Regions from separate parts of the Canis lupus genome. Here region 2 is linked to region 1. Evidence: chromatin contacts called from public Hi-C data. All regions are on one chromosome and are shown on one strand. Each heading gives the region's core, a stretch centred on a gene start, on an enhancer-like site or on the middle of the called end of the contact. The rest is flanking DNA. Distances are from core to core; before and after follow the strand shown. Region 1 holds the start of MFSD4B (sodium-dependent glucose transporter 1). Region 2 holds the start of REV3L (DNA polymerase zeta catalytic subunit).

Region 1 (2,740 bases), core at 125-2,624:
AATGGGTCTATGCTTCAAGAATAATTTATCCTACTGGCATCTGGGTGGCTCAGCTGGTTGAGTCAGTCTTGGGCTCAGGTGGTGATCCCGCGGTCCTGGGATCCAGCCCAGTGTCAGGCTCTCTACTCCTCTGCCACTCTGCCTGTGCATGCACACTCACTCACTTACTGTCAAATAAATAAAATCTTAAAAAAAAAAAAAAAAAAAAAGAATTCCTTCTAATTGGACTGCTCTGCTTGAAACACTTGGGTGTGCGTCCTGCCCAAGCCGGAGCAGTCCCAAACTGAGAGCTGAGCAAGCACTTGGTATGGGGAGGGGAGGCTGAGCTGCATCTGCAATCCAATCACTTCCTGCCTGCAAAGCACCCAAAACAGGACCTGGCACCAGTGCCCTGCAATGATTTTTCTTTTTTCATATCATCAAAATCCTCCAAGAATCCGTTGTGGTTCAAGAGAAAGACGCTGAGTGACCAGGGATGACTGTCCTCAGAGGACTCACCCTAGTGAATCCCCAAGATCCCCATTCATCAGGCCGGGGATGACAGGGAGACCTCCACAAATAAGGGAGTCGTGGGGCAGCCACGGGGGTGTCAGAAGGCGGTTCTAGGGATCCCTGCGGGGCTCAGCGGTTGAGCGCCCGCCTTTGGCCCAGGGCGTGACCCTGGAGACCCGGGATCGAGTCCCACGTCGGGCTCCCTGCGTGGGGCCTGCTTCGGCCTCTGTCTCTGCCTCCGTGTGTGTGTCTCATGAATAAATAAATACAATCTAAAAAAAAAAAAAAAGAAGAAGAAGAAGAAGAAGGCGCTTCTAGCCCTGCAGTTTGCTCTAAGGAAGACGCGGGGGACCTAAAGGTCTGTCTGTGCACGGCTGCGGGCAGAACGAGAGCTTATTCCTGGCTCCCGCACGGAAAGCCGGCTGCGTGGTGCAGAAAAGTCCTTTTCCCTCTCGGGTCCTGTTTCCTCCACCTGCAAACATAAGGAGTCGGCTGAATCTGGCCAGACAAGGAAGAGGAAATCCCAGGGAAGCAGCTTTGGGGGATAACTTGGCATCTGCGTGGGCTGGAGGGGCAGGGGCTCCACACCCGACCCCCCCCCCCCCCCGGGAGGTGCCCAGATCTCGGGGGAAAACCAACTTCGCACTGAACAGCGCTCGGGCGGCGGGGCTGTGCCCGTTCTGCAGATTCGGCCCCGAAGGCCGGCGCCGACGACCGCGCCCAAGGTCACCAGCCGGCGGGCGGCGGAGGCGAGCCGCGAACCTCCCGCCCCGGCCCCGCAGCCTCGGGCCCCCGCGCTCACCAGCCCCAGGAAGGCGGCGCACAGCACCGCGGTGATGAGCCAGCGCAGCCTGCGCCCGGCCCCGCGGCCCCGCCGGGAGCCCGCCGCCGCCGCCGCCGCCGCCTCATTCTCCGCTGCGGCCGCGGCCTGGAGGAGCCGCTGCCCGGCAGCCGGCGCCCCGGCCCCGCGCACGTCCAGCTCCAGGTCCAGCTCCAGCTCGGCGGCTGCGGAGAAGCGCTCAGGCGGCCGCCCCGCCGCGCCTCGGGGACCCGCCGCCGAGCCCCGCCCCCAGGCCCGGAGGCCCCGCCCCTCCAGGCCTGGCGGCGCCTCGAGAACCGGCCGCCGAGCCCTGGCCCCGCCCCCCACAGGCCCGGAGGCCCCGCCCCACACACGACGGCCCCGCTCCCTGCCCCGCCTCCCCGCGCGGCGGCCCATCCGCGCCTCAGGGACCGGCCGCCGAGCCCCAGCCCCGCCCCTCCAGGCCCCGCCCCCCGGACTTCCGAACTCGCGACGCCCGCCCCTCAGCACGCCCGGGGGCCGCGCGGGGTCACGTGGCGGAAGTGCGGCCTCCCGCCCGCCGCGGCCGCTCGCTCCCAAACCGGAAGTTTATGTGGTTGCCTGGGAGACCGGACGGGGCGCCCCGGGCGGCCCCGTGACACGCGCGGCGGAGCCCACGGAGGCCGGGCGAGCGGGCGCCCCGCGGCGGAGGGAGCGGCAGCTGCAGCCCGGGGCGCGGGGACGGTGAGGTAAGACGCGGCCGCGCCCCGGTACCGAGGGGAAGGCTGAGCCCCGGGACAGCGTCCAGGCGTGCCGTCCTCCTCCGCGCCCCTTGGAGATGCTCGCCCGCTGTCGGCCGCGTGCGGAAGCGTCTCCGGGAACCCCGAGGCAGCCCTGCAGGTGCGCTGCTCCGCGTGCGGCCGGACGGTTAAGTCGGGCTGAGCAGCGGCTTGCCCCGGGCAGGCAGACGGGGCGGGGGGCGGCCGGAGCTCAGCCCAGGGCGGTTGCAGGCTCCGGCCCCGGCCCCGGCCCCGCAAACCACGCCGCCGTCGTCGCCCAGCGCAGCGGGACGCGGATTTCCAGGGGCCCGGGCCGCAGGTGCGCCAGCGGGGACGGCAGGCCTGGTCCTCCTGATCCGATTCCAGCTCTCCGTTGCCTTTCTGCTCTTTGACCAAATGTTTGTTTTATTACCCGTTGGAAATGTTCTTCTGCACCCGACTGCCTCTCCCCACTTAGGCTCCCGGACTACAGACCCTTCCAGCCCAGCCAGCTCTCCAGCCCCCTGCACTGGGTCATGAAGCCCTTCCCAGTTTACCTCCAAGCACAGATGCTGTGCCGTAGGAGAACCTGCTTTAGACGTCAGGGTCACGGAAGGCCGCTTTGAGAGGAGACTGATGTGGCTGAAACTGCAGGCGTCTGTATTAAAGAGCAGAGCAGGTTATGTGAAAGGTGGGTTAGGCCCGAATTACA
Region 2 (2,740 bases), core at 69-2,568, 210 kb before region 1:
TTCTCTGAAAGGCTCTTAATCCTGAATTCCGCGGGGGGAGGTCGGTCACCCAGCGCGGACAAGTGCTTCCTCGGACGCGCACGCGCACAGACGCGCACACGGACGCGCACACGGACGCGCACACAACCGCGCACGCGCGCGCCCGGGCCGCAGCCTGAGGCGCTGAGGAGGAACCCGAGGAAGGATCTGTTCGCGCGGGAGGACGACGCCGCGGTGGGAAACCCCGGATCTGCCCGGCCCTGCCCGGCCCTGCCCGGCCCAGCTAAGCGGAGCCGAGCGGGAACACGTCCCTCCGGGGGGCCGCGCGCAGACACCGCAGCGCCGCGGGAAGGAGGGGGCGCCGGGGCCGCCCTCCTATAGGCCGAGGCCCGCGCCCGCGCGCCCCCGCCCCTCGCGCCGCCCCCGGGCCACGCGCGGAGCCGCCGCGATACCTGAGAAGGGCCGGCTGCGTCCGCCTCCGCCTCCGCGCCCGGCCCCGCCCGCCCTCCCGCGAGGCCGCGGCGGCACGAGATCTGCGCCCCGCCGCCCGCCGCCCGCCTCCCGCCTCCCGCGGGCGGGCTTTCTTACCTCGTAAAACGCCGTCTCGGCGGCCGCCCCCGCCTCCTCCGCAGGATGTGAAATGGCGGTCGCCTAGGCGAGCGCGAGCGATCCCCGGCCAATCCCGCCGAGCCGCCCGAGCGGCCCCGACCCCCCTCCCGCATCCATGACATCGGCGCTCCGCCCCCCCCCCCCCACGCAGGTGGCCGTGCCCACCGGCCGAGTCATCGATCCCCGCGCCCGGCGCGGGCCCAGCCTCCCCGCCCCCCCCCCCCCCCGCGGCCTCCTCCCTCGCTGCGAGCCCGGGGGGGCGGGGGAGAAAACACCTCCTCGGCCCCCGCCGGGGTGTCCCGCTCGGGTGCCCGCCCCGCTCCCTCCCTTTCCCGCCGCGTCCCCTCCCCCCGCCCCCCCACGCGCACACACACACACGCACGCACGCGCGCGCGCACTCGCGCACCCCCCCCCGCCCCCCCGCCTCCCCTCCCCCAGTGGTTGCGTCCGTGACATCATCATCATGGCAACAAGAGCTGCAGCCTGGGACCGAGGAGCCCGTGTGATTCCCGGCGGCGGCGGCAGCGGCGGCAGCAGCAGCACGGACGGAAGCGCCAGGGCGTCTCTGCTGTCGCCCGTCGCCGGGTGCTCGTGAGGAGGCGGCGGCAGCAGTGCCAGCAGCGAGCGCCCCGCCCGCCGCCCGCCGCCCGCTCGCCGCGTCTGTGTGTGAGGGGAGGGGGCCGAGCCGAAGCGGGGAGGGGGCGCCGCCGCCGTGGGGCCGTCGCTGCGGAGGAAGCCGCCGCCGCCGCCGCCGCCGCTGCTGCCGCCGCCAGATCGCCCGTGAGGAGGAGGAGGAGGAGGAGGCGGTGGCGGCGGCGGCGAACATGTTTTCAGTGAGGATAGTGACCGCCGACTACTACATGGCCAGCCCGCTGCGGGGCCTGGACACCTGCCTGTGCCCCCTCACCCAGGCCCCTGTCAAGAAGGTGCCGGTGGTGCGAGTCTTCGGAGCGACCCCGGCAGGTAAGCGGGCGCGGGGCGCGGGCGGGAGCCGGCGGGGCGCCCGGGCTGCCCTCCCCTCGCCGCCGCGCACTCGCGCGCTCGCCGCCGCCTCCCCTCCCTCCCTCCCTCCCTCCGCGCCTCTCCCCGGGTGCGTGACAAGAGGCGCCGCGACGTGGGTCCGCGCGGCCGCCGCGCCCCCTCCTCCCGGGCGCCGGGTGTTGGCAGCGCGCGCGGCGGCCGGGAGCCGGAGCCGCAGCGCGGGCCGCGGGGGCGGGCGGGGGGGCAGGTGGCCGCGCCGTGTCCTCCGGGACGCGCTGAGGTCGCCCGCCGGGGGGACTGCGGTGGCCGCCCCGCTGCCGCCCCGCCGCCTCCCCCGTCTGGAGGGGGCCCTGAGGGGCCGAGGAAGGGTCAGCGCTCCCCGCGCGGCCTCACGCCGCCGCCCGCCGCCGCCCGCCTCTGCCCCTTCCGGAGCGCGGCGCCTGAGGAATCCCGCCCCCTGAGGGGACCGTGGGGCTCCGCGGCGAGCGCGGGTCGGGGACGACTCCTCGGAGACCCGAGCCTCCGGGGCCCCGGGCGGCGGCCGCTCGAGGGAAGGGGCGCGTCGTCGCTCGCCCGGCGGCCGCACCTCGCGCCCGGTGGCGCGAACGCCTGAGGAGCCGCGGCCCCCGTCGGAGACGTGCCCCCCACGCCGAGCCGCGGGGCCGCGTGTAAAGACACGTCATCCTGACCGCAAGAACCGCTCGGATGCCCGAGTGGGGTCGGGCCGGCGGGGGGGGGCAGTGACGGGAGCTCTTGGGGACGTGGGGTCACGCCGCTAAGGGCGGGGGCCAGATGGGCAGGGCCTCGCGTGGCCGTGGAGGGGTGCGCGCTGTGAGCCGCCTGCAGCTCCCGGAGGCCGCGCTCCCCTCCGCTGCGGGCTGCGGGCTGCCCTGCGCCTGCGGGGTCTGGGGCAGCGTTTCCCACTTGATGCTCCGCGCCCCGGTCGCGCTGGGTCTTCCTCCTCCCGTTTCTGCGGGGCCACGCGAGATAACGGCTCTACCCAACACAGGCGCTCGTTGTTGTTGTTTTTTTTTTCCCAAGCAGTTCCCTTTTTAACGTCAATTCTCTTTGTTGCAAATTTCAGTGTTGTGAGATTTTGATGCAGTATCCCCCCTCCCAGAGTGATGAAATGATGGTTTTGGTGATAGGGACCTGGGAAGATGAGAAATGT

What was found. Hi-C and Micro-C count contacts between places; a contact is called where the count stands out from the background.
Region 2: a contact with region 1 is called in a Hi-C map of blood, with 4 times the contacts expected there. The contact joins the promoter of REV3L here to the promoter of MFSD4B in region 1. A contact is called at or near these places in 2 of 9 Hi-C or Micro-C datasets (both in blood).

The regions. Positions count from the first base shown.
Region 1 is chr12:68,147,927-68,150,666 of UU_Cfam_GSD_1.0, reverse strand. MFSD4B (sodium-dependent glucose transporter 1) reads right to left here and starts at 1,374. Exons shown (of 4, transcript XM_038554963.1): 1 at 1,295-1,374. LOC111098398 (a long non-coding RNA gene) reads left to right here and starts at 1,924. Exons shown (of 4, transcript XR_005368155.1): 1 at 1,924-2,019; 2 at 2,507-2,719.
Region 2 is chr12:68,357,800-68,360,539 of UU_Cfam_GSD_1.0, reverse strand. REV3L (DNA polymerase zeta catalytic subunit) reads left to right here and starts at 1,318. Exons shown (of 32, transcript XM_038554964.1): 1 at 1,318-1,551. The coding sequence starts at 1,413. LOC119874234 reads right to left here and starts at 721. Exons shown (of 4, transcript XM_038554977.1): 1 at 568-721. The coding sequence starts at 710.